2 separate regions of the Sus scrofa genome follow, and region 2 is linked to region 1. The links are chromatin contacts, called in public Hi-C maps. All regions are on one chromosome and are shown on one strand. The core of a region is the stretch at or near the end of the contact, and the rest is flanking DNA. Distances in the headings are between cores, read along the strand shown. Region 1 holds the start of KPRP (keratinocyte proline-rich protein). Region 2 has its middle 24 kb from the start of C4H1orf68.

Evidence for each region. Hi-C and Micro-C count contacts between places; a contact is called where the count stands out from the background.
Region 2: a Hi-C map of liver shows a contact between it and region 1, with 2.4 times the contacts expected there. A contact is called at or near these places in 1 of 5 promoter capture datasets (liver) and 8 of 47 Hi-C or Micro-C datasets (embryonic fibroblasts, liver, skeletal muscle and 1 more).

Annotation. Positions count from the first base shown.
Region 1 is chr4:96,750,836-96,758,532 of Sscrofa11.1, reverse strand. KPRP (keratinocyte proline-rich protein) reads left to right here and starts at 4,979. Exons shown (of 2, transcript XM_013997107.2): 1 at 4,979-5,005; 2 at 6,434-7,697. The coding sequence starts at 6,460.
Region 2 is chr4:96,795,736-96,803,432 of Sscrofa11.1, reverse strand. No RefSeq gene overlaps it. Among named protein-coding and RNA genes, the nearest start is that of C4H1orf68, 24 kb to the right of the region's middle.

The DNA of each region.
Region 1 (7,697 bases), core at 3,730-6,229:
AGATATTTTCAAAAAATATTTTTGATCTGGGATTTGTTGAATCCATGAAGGCAGAACCTGCAGATACAAAAAGGCAACTGTATTTTATTTTGTTTTATTTTGGGCCACACCCACTGCATATGGAAGTTCCCAGGCTAGGGGTCAAATCCAAGTTGTAGCTGCTGGCCTATGCCACAGCCATAGCAATGCGGGTTCTGAGCCATATCTGTGACCTACACCACAGCTCACGGCAACGCCAGATCCTTAACCCATTGAGCGAGGCCAGGGATTGAACTTGTGTCCTCACAGAGACTATATCAGGTCCTTAACCTGCTGAGCCACAATGGGAACACCTTAATGTCTTTGTGCTAATAAAAGAGATTTATAAAGAATAATGATGTTTTACAGTAATAAATTTACCACAAGATTAAATTTAGGTAGTTTATCATTTAAACCCACAGCAAACAATTCAAACATAAAAAGTAAGCCTATATATTTACATTAAATTTAATCAGTGAATCTCACCTTCTTTCTAGCCAACTCATGTTTACAGAGTTCTTTGCTAGTATCCAATTAGATAACCAACTCTTAGTTGGCTTCAGGGACATATTACAAGACAGAGTTTCATAATGTCATTGAACAAACATTTAATGGGCAATTTCTAGGAACCTGGTTTTCTGCTAAGCACAGTTTTCTGCCACCAGAATATTTCATCATCCAGTGAAGAAACCAGACTTATCAGCAAAAAAGTGCAATATTTGTAGATCCTAGAAAAGAAGACTGTTTGGGGCCCCCAAATGGCTCATTTTACCTGGGGTGGTGGTGAGAACAGAGCCAAGTAAAAGTGATGGAGACATTTGTTTTGAGCTGAATATGAGGAAAATATTAGTAGACTTTGGCATACAAAAGGCTTTGGAGTAGGTGGAGGGAAGGGAGCAGGAAAGAGTGTTCTTAGCAGAGGAAAGAATTCTGAGAAAAAGCAGTGAAACAAAGTGTCAGCCTATACTGAGGGTACTTGTGAGGAGTGGGATGTAGCTAAAACCTTATCTGTAACAAGAGACAGACTGACATCTGATGTGTCTTTGCCAGTGAGCCTCCTTTAGTGTTCTCTGAATCAATGGATATTGGTACCCCATGATGCTCTCTTGGTAACATTCTATGAGGCCGAGGATCTGGTTAAGCAGGACTCTCCATTCACTGGTTAAGCAGGACTCTCCATTCACCACTGTGACAACTGTCTGAGGGTTTACTCTGATTTAAAATGTAGTTGGGGGAGTTCCCGTGGTGGCGCAGTGGTTAACGAATTCGACTAGGAACCATGAGGTTGCGGGTTCAATCCCTGGCCTTGCTCAGTGGGTTGAGGATCCAGCGTTGCCGTGAGCTGTGGTGTAGTTTGCAGATGCGGCTCAGATCCCATGTTGCTGTGGCCCTGGCGTAGGCTGGTGGCTACGGCTCTGATCAGACCCCTAGCCTGGGAACCTCCATATGCCACGGGAGCAGTCCAAGAAATGGCAAAAAGACAATAAATAAATAAATAAAATGTAGTTGGTTGAGTTTTGTCTTAGATGCAGAATTCTATTATCATGTGATGGTGTGAGCATTGCAGGATAGTCAGTAAGCCCTTCAGAAGCTCCAAGTTCCCTGTATAAGAAGTACAACTTGCCTAGCCTGGTTTCTATCCTCTCAATGGAAAACACATTTATTACTATTAACTGAGCAACATTATCGAGTTTGCAAAATGTGAAAAAGAGGTAAAGCAGATATATAATGTCCTACTGCCTCAGTTCTGTACATTGACCATTTATGCTCTTCCAACCTAGCCTCTCTCTCTGTATTCCTCCTCTATATCTTTACATCTTTTCATATATCTATTTGATGCCTCAGTTACTATCCTTATTGTGCTTGCTTTGTCTTTTATCTTTTTTAATTTTTAATTTCTCTCTCTCTTTTTTTTTTTTTTTTTTCTTTTTTGGTCTTTTTAGGGCTGCGCCTGCAGCACATGGAGGTTCCCAGGCTAGGGGTTGAGTCGGAGCTGCAGCTGCTGGCCTACACCACAGCCACAGCAACTCGGGATCCAGGCCATGTCTGCAACCTACACCACAGCTCACGGCAATGCCGGATCCTTAACCCACTGAGCCAGGCCAGGGATGAACCCGAGTTCTCATGGATACTAGTCAGGTTCATTAACCACTGAGCCACAATGGGAACTCCATTTTGTCTTTTATGTTGTAATGCCTGTGTTAAGGGTGGTTGCAGAGAGATTTGGAGAGCTCTTCTGCTCTGTTTACTATTAGCTTTTCTTGGTTCCCCCTGACATAGTCCTTAGGTGTCCTTGTTTCTTATCTATTAAACAGCCACACTCAATTTGTACCATTTATACTTCTGTATTTTTTTAAATCTATAACTTCATCTCTACCTTTTGTAATATAATTTATTATATATATCTTCTTTTTATAATTTTTGTACATAGATAGTCAGCTCTCTCGATATCTTTATATCAATTTTTGTAAATCACTACTTGTAGATTCATACCATCATTATTTGTAGATTCATATTGTTATATTTCTAGCCATATATATTTCAATTGACATCTATCTATAATATTGTTGAAAACTCTAACACCTAGCCTCACGTCATCATCAAGACATAACTTCCAGGCTCTTTCTCGTAACTCTGCTCACTTCTCTTTGTAAAAAGCAAGAGCAGGAAAAAACAGGGGTTGCAGAGCTCTTGGTCTATGGATTGAACAATATCAGCTCACTCTCTAGTGGTTAAAAATGTGTGAACCAAGCCCAATTTCATGCCTTTCTTCCATCAGCTATCCATCCATCCATCAACAGACTCCTAGTAAGTCAGGAATGTAGGGATGCAAAGATGAGTAAGATAGGGATTCTCTCTTCCAGAGGAGCACATTCTATCGAGATGAGTGGGAAAGACACAGCTTTTAGGATTCATAATTCACATTCTGGTGGTCACACAGCTGGTCTGTGTTTTCCCTTTTGTGTTTTCACTGATTTATACCTACTTTCTAGGCCAATATCAAGCTTGGGGCTATCCAAGTTCAGAGCATCTTGGCTAAATTGTGTGATCAGAGAAATAATTTCTAATAGAATGAAAGAGGCCTAGTCTGAGATGAGAACTAACTGGAGCCTTGTTCTTCCAAGGCAGCCATTAGCTTTAGGTCCTAAACAGGTTCCTCTCTCTGGGCTTCAGAATCCCCACCTGTAGAATGTAAGGTGGAGTCAGATAATTCCTGGGGTCCTTATTGCTGTGACCTTCTGAAAATCTGTGATCCCACTCAAGTTTGTACTGATGGTGTCCAGAGACTAGGGATCTTGACCTTGCCTGGTTGGTCTGGGCAGAGGCTTCCCCATGGGATGGATTTCACAGCCATGACTGGCATGTGCACTGTAGGCCACAAAGCACTTTCATAGCCATTATCTGATTTTATCTTCATGAGAACCTGGTGAAGCAAATATTTTCACTCCCAACTTCATATGAGGAAACTAAAGCCCAGAGAAATAAATGGCTAATGAGGTGCTAAGTACTTTAGATCAATTATCTCATTTAATTCACACATTAATCCTATGACTTTTCTAATTCTTCTTCCTCCTTTTTTTCCTCTTCTTTACTCTTCCTCTACCTCTTCCTCTTTCTCCTCCTTCTTCTTTTACTTCTTCCCATTTCATAGTTAAGGTAGCTGAGGCTTATGGAGGTTAAGGAGTTTTAATCCCCATTTGCAAGTATTAGAGTTCATATTTAACCCCAAGCCTATCTATCTTTCAAGTCTCTGCTCATAATCTTTGTCAGAATCTTCAATGCCCACAGAAGCTGGAGGTTTTACATAAACAAGTAAAATGGTACAGGCAGAGAGATTATTTCACTTTCCTTTAATTTCACCCAAGAAAAATAAGAGGGCAAATAAAACAACAAAAGGAAACCTACACTTGACATTGCATTGTGGATATAATCAAGAGTGTATATGCCCTATTTAAGAGGGGCGGCTATTAATTAATATTATGGAAGGTAGGCTCATCTATGCCAGACCTTTTGACCTTAGAAGAAAAGGTAGATATCTGGAATCTTAGTAAAGTCTCCCTCTTTCTGAATTTAATGATTGCTAATAAAATTATGTAAGTGAAAACTATGTTCACACAAGGGAAAAAGGCATCCCATCTTGACGGTATCTGGCTCTCAGGATGCCAGGTTATTATTACTGTTCTGCGCTATGCTCTGTTCAAGCTTTAGCTTAGCACCTGCTGTAAAGCCATCAGGTTGCTCAGCTCAGGACTGGGATGAAGCAGGCAACCATCAGTCCAGATGTGTCTGTTGCTCAGGGCCAGCGTTCATTCTGAGAGGATGCTAGATATTCTTGTCTGGACACTTTTGTATAAAACAATTGCCTTCATTCTTACCACAACTCAGGAAAATAGATTTAATTATCTCCATTTTGCATATAAGTGAACTAATATTCAGGTTGGTTATAAAGGTCACAGTTGTAAGTAGCCAAACCTGGGATGTTAGACTCACTTCTGACCTAATATACTCTTCATGCTATAGAGTTGCCTCTATCTTTGAGATGATTTTAATTGCCTATGATTTATTTTCAAGAGAGAATCCCACCTCTTTTATATCTATTTGGTGAGAATCTGAGACAAGGAGGAGGGTAGGGGCCTGGAATCATCTTCTAAGAGAGAAGATACCTTTGTCACCCTCATCATCCCCACCACCAGGTGGTCTAGGGACAGAGAAAAACCACTGGGGTGAAAAAGGAGGAAGAAAACAAGAATCTGTTCGTTAATAGGTCAGAAGCTTTGACACTAAGGCGAGACACTCCCACATTCTGTAGGTGACTCCCAGGACAGGCATACAGGGAGGGGACTGCTTGCTGGAATGCCAAGCTGGGTGATGCCAGGCAGATGCCAACCAGTTGTCTCACGGTCCAAGCCATACCCAGAAGCCTTTATATAAAGACAGCCCAGTGTCCAGATGCCTCAGCCTTAATGACTGCTTGCCTGTGAGGAGGGTGAGTCTAGGGTTTGGGTTCTGGGATTGGGGTCTGGATGATGTTCAGGGGGTGCCCAGATTCATAAGGGTGAGGCATAGTGAGGGGAGAAACTGGGAGCAGAGGAAGAGAGATATATCCTTCAGAGGAGAAGAGTCTAGAAGGATGGAAGAAGAGTTTCCATGGAGTTTGGGTAAAGAACTGGGGTGCTGAAGTCAGTGTATTTTTCTTGGATAATCCTAGGCTTATCCTCGGGTACCACTTTCCTTCCTCAGGATCTCTCTCTCTGGAAAAGATGCGTTGGTAATTTACACCTTGTAAGTAAACGTGTGTGAAGGAGGGTTCCTTAAGGGCATATATACTTATTCTCTACAAATGGACAATGGAAAGCTTGGGTCCTCATTAGAAGTATTTCAATATGTGTTTTGTTGGGAGATGTGTTTTGTTGGGTGAGCTAATTGTTAAATCAGGTCCTGTGCTCTGCCAGTCACACACAGGTGACCAGGCACATTTGGGGAGGTAAGAGGAGTGGGGACTGCCCTCAGTTTCTCCCTGGATAAGTGTGGTGGTGAAGAGCATGTATGGATCCCCCATATGGTGTTTGTAACACATGGAGAACCTTATGTGTGCCTGAATGTCAGTCTCGTGGTTTAGGAAAGTAGCACTTTCTGGGTTACCCCAAGTTAGGTAGTCACAGCCTGCCTCTCAGAGGGGCTGGAGGTAAAACATTTATGAGTTTAGCAGACCACCCAGTTCAGTGATTAACATCAGGTTGGTCCTGAGCCTTTCCAAGGATCGTGTGCTTGGTATGTTCTTGTTTAGCATACGTCCATGAGGGCTTGTTTAAGCAAATTCACCTAAAAAGCTTGAATAGAGAGAAACAAACATTTTATGTTGGATTTGAGCTGCCCAGTAACTGACTGGATCCTTTACTCTCCAATAACATGCTTCTTTGAGCATAGATGGTACCAGTGGGCTTGTTCCATATGTTCATTTTTGCATGTTTACACATAAGTGTGTGTGTATGTGCTGCCACTGTGTATGCTTGAGGATATCTAAGCTCCTGTGTGTGCAGTTCCCACTTTGGGCCACAGCTCTGGGAGGATGGTTTGTCTCTATTTCCTGCGGAGTTCCCTCCCTCGTCTTAGGACCTGAGGAAGTGGTGGAATCCTCTTGTCATCAGCGCCCTCTTGTGCTGGACACTGGTGTGCCCACCTGCAATCCTGGCTGTGCCTTTGAAGCTCCCTCTGGTTGGGTCCTTTGGCAGATCCAAGGCAGCTCTTGAGGGCAATGACTAATCTTGGGTCCAGCTAACTCGGTAAGGATTCTTGAATGCAAATCAAGGGTAGGGGAAGAAAGACCAGGGAAGAAGCAGGTGTCTTTTCATTGGTCCTGGTCCCTCTTCCTCAACAACTCTCACCCTCTTGACCCTGGTCTTTCTACCCTCAGGTTCTGCTTAGCTGCCCATCAGAACCATGTGTGACCAGCAGCAGATTCAGTGTTGCCTGCCGCTCCCACAGTGCTGTGTGACAGGTTCCTCCTTCTACCCTTCCCAGTCCCCCTATGCCGGGAGCCAGGTGGTGGTCCAAGTTCCTTGTGAGATGCAAATTGTGGAGTGCCCTGCACCATGCCCAGTTCAAGTTTCCCAGGTAAAATGCCAGGCTCCATGTCAGTCCCAGACCACGCAGGTGAAGTGCCAAGATAACTGCCAGTCTAAGACCACGCAGGTGAAGTGCCAAGCTCCTTGCAAGTCTAAGACCACCCAGGTCAAGTGCCAGGCTCCAAGCCAGTCTCAAATTTCCTGTGTTCAGTACCAGGCTCCATGCCAGTCTGAGGGTTCCCATGTGCAATATGAAGCCCCATGCCCTGTGCAGCCCTGCTACGTGGAATGTGCTCCAGTTTGTTATACAGAAACTTGTTATGTGGAATACCCGGTCCAGACCTATGTACCCTGTCCACCTCCTCAGCCTGTCAAGACTTATGTAGCAGGTCCCTCAGTGTGCCAGACTCAGGGAAGATTCTCCACGCAGTGCCAATATCAGGGCTCCTACAGCAGCTGCGCCCCCCAGCGTCAGTCCCGGGCATCGTTTAGCACCTGCGCACCCCAATGTCAGACCCAGGGCACTTATGGGAGCTTCACTGCGCAGCGCCGCTCTCGGAGCACCAGCAGATGCCTCCCTCCTCGCCAGCTGCAGCCTTCTTACCGCAGCTGCTCCCCGCCACGACGATCTGAGCCCTACTACAACAGCTGCCTGCCATCAAGATGCTCTTCAGGTTCCTATAACTACTGCACTCCACCCCGCCGCTCTGAGCCCATCTATAGCAGTGGCTGTCCTCGGCGTCCCACTTCAGGCTGTACTCAGAGATGTGGACCCAAGTGCCGAATAGAGATTTCCTCCCCCTGCTGCCCTAAGCAGGTTCCCCCCCAGAAGTGTGCTGTTCAGATTCCTCCCATCAGACGCTGCTCTGAGAGATGTGCCCCACGACCCTCCTGGGGAACCACCTACCCGGAGCCTTGCCCACTCCCAAGCTTCCGTCCTCCGCGTCGTTTGGACCAGTGTCCAGAGCCATCCTTGCAGCGATGTCCACTTCCAGCTCCACGCCCACGTCCACTTCCAGCTCCACGCCCACGCCCACTTCCGGCTCCACGCCCATGCCCACTTCCAGCTCCACGTATGTGTTCATGTCCAGAACCATGTGCAAGTCCAGAGTT
Region 2 (7,697 bases), core at 3,518-6,017, 45 kb before region 1:
TCTTGCACAACCAGACACGTGCTGGGTCATTCCTGACATTCTCCTGCCTCAATGTGCCTGCCTCCCAGGAGGCCTTGGGAACTCCCAGAACCCCCCCCCCCCCCACCACCACACACACACACACTTTGGGGCAGGGTCTAAGGGCCTTTACCAGCCACAGTGTCCCAGGCTAGAATCCTGGAGAGTAGACTTGGGACCTCTGGATAAAGACTCTATGTGTCCCCTTAAAATTCTCAGGTCAAAGTCACAGTTTGTTCATTTAAAGTTTTTTTGTTTCTGGGGAAATACTCCATTCTGATTCCCTCCCACACTTCAGGTGGATCTTTTAAGTCTGCTTTAAGTACGAGCCATTCTCGGGCTGTTGGCTCAGGAGCCCTGAATTGGAAGAATCCTCTCCGTCCACGCATCCTTCCTGGGTCTGTGCTTTCAGTGGGGACTCTGGGTCTCCCTTCCCCCTCTGACATCCCCTAAGAGGCAGTCACATAGTCTTGATTTCTTTGTGTTGTAAAGACTGATGACTGAACTGATTTAGTCAAGGCAATGACCCCTTAACTCAGTGAGAAACAGGCAGGCTAGGGAGGGCAGATCTCTGTGACAAAATAGTCGGGGAGCCCGGGGTACATTTTAGCTCTAGTATATAACCTTTGAAATATCTATCCGTGTCCTAAGTAATAGGGGTCTTTTCTCAAAATTATGATCTTATTCATTGGTTTGAATGTTAACGAAAAGACGGAAAGACATGCCTTGTCGTGTGTTTGGCATCTAGAAGATGCTTAATAACGTAGTAAAGTAAATGGCTGGCCTCTTTTCCTTACATGCAAACTAGAGGGGGTCCCAGCTCTCAAAAAGCTTATTCCTAAACTGTAATAAGAGCCCTGGGAAAGGTGTGCCATACTACGGGCTTCTGAACAGGAAGCTCCACTATTGCTGGCCCAGGTGGGAGCAGGGGGTGATGGTGAGTAAGGGAGTGAGCGGGGCTTGCCAGTGAGTGATCGGAAGAGCTTGGATTAAACAGATTAATGTATTCACTTTGAGATCACGCTCTGTGCTGCTCATCATGCTAGGGACAGAGCCGTAAACGAAATAGAGATGGCTTCATCACTGAGGTCCCAGGGAGAAGAGTAGGTGACCTCTACATCCCTGTCAACCTAGAGGTGCCTGGTCTCCAGTTTACTTATCAAGTAGTGAGCCTTCCCCCACCCCCTCCCCCCAACCTTTCAGGTCCAGGCTAGAATGAATCAACACATGAACAAAGCCTTTAGTTAGCCCGACCCTCAGCAATTTTGGATGGCATCTGGGCACATCTGTCAGGAACCAGGGATTTAGGGATGGATCAGACACAACTTCTGCCCTGAGAAGCTCTCAGTCCATTAGGCTTTTTGGAATGCTTCTTCGCTTGAGAAAAGTCCATGAGATCTAAAGAAGATTGTACGGAATCGCATCTCCTGAATCATTATTTTGCAATGAGGTTTGTGGGGCCCTTTGACGCGTCCACCCTGTCTTAGCTTGGTCATCCCGAGTTTCCTCATTCTCTGAGAGGTGTTCGTAATCACGATGGGGTGAGAGTAGGATAGGCTTGAGTGTGTGTTTATGTGAGGGGTGTGTGTGTGTGTGTGTGTGTGTGTGTACACCCACGTGTGTATACTTAGAGATTGAATTAAAAAAAAATAACAAGGAGTTCCCGTTGTGGCGCAGCGGAAACAAATCTGTCTAGTATACATGAGGATGTGGGTTCAATCCCTGGCCTCGATCAGTGGGTTAAGGATCCGGCGTTGCTGTGAACCGTGGTGTGGGTTGCAGATGCGGCTTGAATCCTGAGTTGCTGTGGCTGTGGTGTAGGCTGGCAGCTGTAGCTCCGATTCGACCCCTAGCCTGGGAACCTCCATATGCCGCGGGAGCGGCCCTAAAAAGCAAAAAAAAAAAAAAAAAAAAAAAAAGGCAGAAAGAAAAAAAATCAACAAGAGCCAACTCCTCTGGTTGTCAGTAGCCAGAGAATAGAAAAGTCCTAGACCTTTGGAGTCCATTTTCCCTTTTGTGTTTCTCATCCTCGAACCATAAGGAAAGCACTGTGAACAGTGCCAGCGCGCTGTGTCCTCATCGGACTGGGCTGCACTGGCTTCCTCTTTGGTATTTTTTTTTCATGTTTAAGTCCACAGTCTGGATGCCATCAGAACGTGAGGCCTAGTGAGCACAGAAACACTTTTTAGGTCCTTATGGGGTTCGGCAGGATACCTGGCACACTTGGTTCTTTAAATAAATCAATGTAATAGATGCATATATAAATAACAATGAATGCCAGGGTGAAACCTGCCTCCAAGGCCGCTGAGCCTGGGAATGAATAACCTCCAGGAAGGCATCTCGGACTGTCTCCTGGATCTCTTCACTGAATGTCTTGCTAGGACCTCAGATCTATAGCCCTCTCATCATTTGTTCTCTCTCCATCCCGTGATCAATTCCCTGGTCATGGGGCTTGATATCTTGATGTAATCCTGGGCTTATTTACTTCTCCATTGTACATATACAGTTCTTGTAGCTTTTTCCTGAAAAAAATCCTTTTAAACCTTTCTGCCCTCTCATTCCTTCTATCCTGCCCCATCTGGGACAAGTGTCCCAAGCCTGGAACCACAAGTGTGGCCGCCCATCTCATAAGGGCCTGGCGTGCAGTGATCCAGGGCTTTGGAGCCTCAGCCCCATGACCAGCTTCTTGGGAATCTCAGGCCATCCGAGGCTCATCTTCCGGAAAGGGTGTGACTTGCTGAAGGCCCTGTCAGTTGGTGGGAAGCCTGGGGATGACCATGGCTTTCTAGAAGGGAATGTCAGGAATGGCCCTACTCCTTCCTTGGTTGTGCAAGAGCTGCTGCTCCTGCAACTTCCAGAGATAAGGCTCACCTCTGAGCCCAGCCTGGCATCTCCCTATAAAAGGCATCCCTGGTCCTTCTTCTTTATCCTTTCTGACACCTCAGGAACGAGAACTAACTCCAAGGCTGGTCCTGGTAAGTGGAATCTGTCCAAGCCTGAGGGAGGGCTCTGGATTTTATGGAAAAGAGGGACCTGGAGCACATCCCAAATGTGGTGAATGAAAGAGCAGCACAGAGTGAGGAGGCTGGGTGAGGGGTTGAAACATGGCAGGAGTTCTGGAAAAAGCAAGGATCAGCCTTGGGGAGCAGAGATCTTGTGGCCAGTGGGAGAGGGAGCATCTTCTTCAAGGCTCTGTGGATTGTCCCCTGGACATCAGATTTCACACCTCTGCTCGATGCACATACAGAGGATGGGCCTCTGCTTAGTTGTGAACTCATTTGATGGGATAAGATGATGGGGATAAACTAGTGACAAACTGATCTTTGTACACAGCATACAGTCCATGCACAGGACTTGAATGCCAACTGTATGCAATTGTGGGACTTTGGGTCTGGAGTGAGAGTAGGCTGTACAAACATGTTACTGGAAGACTGGTAATGGTTTGAGAATAGCTAATGGTTTAGTCTGTGCTGATGGATTTTCATTTTACTTTAAGGTTGCTTTAACTTCAGTTGAGATGTCCTGCCAACAGAACCAGCAGCAGTGCCAGCCCCCTCCCAAGTGCCCCACCCCTAAATGCCCCCCCAAGTGCCCTCCCAAGTGTCCTCCAGTCTCTTCCTGCTGCAGTGGTAGCTCTGGCGGCTGCTGTGGCTCCAGTTCTGGGGGAGGGGGCTGCTGCAGCTCTGGGCATGGGGGCTGCTGCCTGAGCCACCACAGGCGCCGCAGGTCCCACCGCAGACACCAGAGCTCTGACTGCTGCAGCCAGCCCTCGGGGGGCTCTGGGTGCTGTGAAGGCTCCGGGGGCTGCTGCTGACCCAGACCTTGGGTGTCACAGACATCTGTAGGAGAGACCTCAAGACAGGACCTGCTCTAGATTGAAGCTTCCCCTGCTCCCTCTTCTCTTCCTGGGGCTGAGAGGGCCTATGAAGCGCCCTGTTTGTTCTGATGGCCCAAGGTTTATACTGGATCCTGAGTTCCCTCCCCCCCCGCCCCGCCCCCCGCTCACACAATAAAGCTCTGTTGCCTCTTTACATAGTCCCTTCTTTCATTCTCCTTAAATCTCTTACAGCCCAGAGTCCCTGCAACACACCTGCATAGGATGCTTTGGTCTGAGAAAGGGTTAAGCTAGAAGAATTTTTTCCAGAAGGGTAATTACATAAGAACAATTGCATCATAGCGTTTCTCAATGGGATTGTCCTGAGTAATCATAGACTGTGTGACACAGGTCCTCTCACTCAGGAGGTCACCAGGAGAGCCTGGGAGCCCCCAGGATAAACACTTTGGACCATGAGCACCCTGGTCCGTTTAGCCCACCACATTGTGTATAAATTAATTTTCTGTACACGGTAACCATGGCGGTTAAAAATCATTTGGAATGCAAAGAGATGGAGAAAGATGTATTTAATAGAACTCCTTTCATTTAATTTTAAGTACTTGGTGTGAGGAGTTCTCTTGTGGCACAGTGGGTTAAGGATCTGGCATTGCCACTGCAGCAGTTTGGTTCCATCCCTGGTCCAGAAACATCCATATGCCGGGGGCACGGCTGAAAAAATAAATAAATAAAAAGAAAAATAAATACTTGGCATGAGATTTGCTACCCTGGAGGGACAGGCCTGGTTGGTAACTCCTTACCACTCACCTGCCTTTGGAGGGGGTGAGTCTGCTTCATTGTCTTCATTCATGCTCCAGCTTCTCCTTTAAACACATGTTAAATAAATGTTTAAACAACAGAGGCTGAAGGGCGCCCAGAGTCTGAGCCTGCCCAGTGCTCTTGGCTCAGTCTAGGGCTAAAGGAGACAGAGAGCAGCCTGAGGGCACAGGGGTTAAGAACCTGGGATCTGAGCCAATGTCCCACTTTCCTTTCTGCCACCTGGCTCATGGCTGAGGTTCAGGCAACTCGGACCATCAAAATGTGATACTTCCATGCTTCAAAGGACCCTATCAAGAAAGTGAAAAGACAGCCCACAGAATGGGAGAAAGTATTTGTAAATCATAAATTTGATAAAAGATTATATACAGGCAGAATATATAGGAACTTGAAAACTCGATAATAAAAAAGATGTAATAACCTGATTAAAAATGGATGAAAGGGAGTTCCTGTCGTGGCGCAGTGGTTAACGAATCCGACTAGGAACCATGAGGTTGCGGGTTCGATCCCTGCCCTTGCTCAGTGGGTTAATGATCCGGTGTTGCCGTGAGCTGTGGTGTAGGTCGCAGACACAGCTCGGATCCTGCGTTGCTGTGGCTCTGGCATAGGCTGGTGGCTACAGCTCCGATTCGACCCCTAGCCTGGGAACCTCCATATGCCGCAGGAGCGGCCCAAAGAAATAGCAAAAAGACTAAAAAAAAAAAAAAGGATGAAGGATCTGCACTGACATTTCTCCCAGAAGATACATAAATGGACAACGAATGGCACATGAAAAATTGCTCAACATAAATAGTTATCAGAGTAATGCAAATCCAAACTAGAATGAGATTCCACTTCACATCTACTCATTAACAGATGCAAACTATTGCATTTGGAATGGATAAGTCATGAGATCCTGCTGCATAGCCCAAGGAACCATATCTGATCACTTGTGATGGAACACGATAGAGGATAATGTGAAAAAAAAAAAGAATGTATGTATATGTATAACGGGGTTACTTTGCTGTACAGCAGAAATAGGCAGAACATTGTAATTCAACTATAATAAAAAATTAACAGAGAGTCAGTACGATAGGCTGAATGTATCTGGAAAATATTTGTACCTTGTCCTGCCCCGGGTGGAGGAGCTGTCAATAGGACCACCGTGCCTAGCTTCTGGGGATCACATCCTATGTCACATTCCCTGTTGACCCACTGTCGCCTTTCCTTGTACCTCCTGGACCAGAGCTGCTCTGCTCCTGTCCTTTCACTATAGGGTAATTTCTCCTCCCTCATCCCACTTCCAACCAGTTCTCTGGGTAATCGTGGATGGGGAAGGTAGAAAGAAGGGCCCTTCCTGAGGAAGCAGGGAGCCTCTGTCATACTTCACTGTCTCTCCCTCAATAGCCTTGAGCTGAAACTACTGAGGCCATTTAAGAGTCCTAAACTAAAGCTTCTGCAATGACTACTCTAAACATCATAAGTCCCTCAAGCTCACTATGGACCTCCATAGTTTTTTTTTTTTTTTTGTCTTTTTGCCTTTTCTAGAGCTGCTCCTGCGGCATATGGAGGTTCCCGGGCTAGGGGTCGAATTGGAGCTGTAGCCACCAGCCTATACCAGAGCCACAGCAACGTGGGATCTGAGCCACGTCTGCGACCCACACCACAGCTCACGGCAACACTGGATCCTTAACCCACTGAGCAAGGCCAGGGAGTGAACCTGCAGCCTTATGGTTCCTAGTCACATTTGTTAACTACTGCACCACGATGGGAACTCCTGGACCTCCATAGTTTTTAAAGAAATAAAGTCGCCTGATGCCAATTTTCTAAAAGCCAAATTTTTGCTTATCAGATTGTGGCTCTAGGTGAGATCTCCCTAAAACATATTTGTGGTTTATGTGAATCACTAATTGAAAAATTAGCTCATTTCCATCTATAGTAATGTCTCCTATGGCCATTTTTAAGGTGAGATATATATATTTTTCGACTAATCGAAATTAGAAACTTTTCTCTCCATCGTTGCCATTGCCATTCACCAGATAATCGTTCCAAAACTATGAAATGAGAAAGGAAGCAGGAGCTCGTGATGGGTAGGAGAATGCATGGTTGGAGTGGTGAGACGAAAGCTCTTGGGGGTGGGGGTTCTCAGGAGGGTGACCCAGGTGAAGGGGGGCGGAGGAGGGGGAAGACCTCGCTTGCCGACAGTGAAGAGACCAGCAGGGGGCAGAGATGGGCCAAGGGAACAAGGAGGACTGGGCTGAAGGCGGAGGGCAGCGCATGCCAGATAAAGGCAGGGTCGGTGAAAAGCTACAAACAGCAGAGACTTTACGTAGAAGATTGGGAGTGAGTGTCAGGAAGATTAGCAAGAGCCCCAAGGACAAGGCAATCCCACGCTGTCAGCTCAGGACCCCTCTCACTTTGGGCACCTGGATGAGGGAAATAGCCACCAGACTGGCCTCGTTCCTGCAGGCATTTCCCCTCCAGTCTTCCCTCTTCCCCATCAGAGAAGCCGTGTGTGTGTGTGTGTGTGTGTGTGTGTGTGTGTGTTTAAATGTAAATGTCCATTTGGTTTAATTCTGAAAAGGAAATGTGCTCTTTGCGGAAATCTGGAAAAGATGTAGACTAGAAAATACAAATAATTTGGAGTTCCCTGGTATTTCAGTGGGTTAAGGATCCGGCTTTAGTACTGCTGTGGCTTGGGTCACTGCTGTGGTACGTGTTCAGTCCCTGGCCTGGGAACTTCCATGCCATGAGCGTGGCCGAAAAAAGATAGTAATAATCAGCGATCCATGGCTGGTATTAACTCTAGGGCTCATTGTTCTCCTTCTGTTTGTGCTTTTATATACCTTTGATTATAAAATGAATGTAATGTTTTATTTTATTCTGATCACTGATTTTTATATAAGCAGCAGTTTTTTATTCCTGAAACACACGGTGGAAGCTTAGTTTCAAATCTTAACCAGTTTCCCTCCAGAAAGCCATACAAAGTGAAAAGGCACACAGGACTCATAAGCATGGATACATACACACTACATCTTCAGTAATTCCAGGA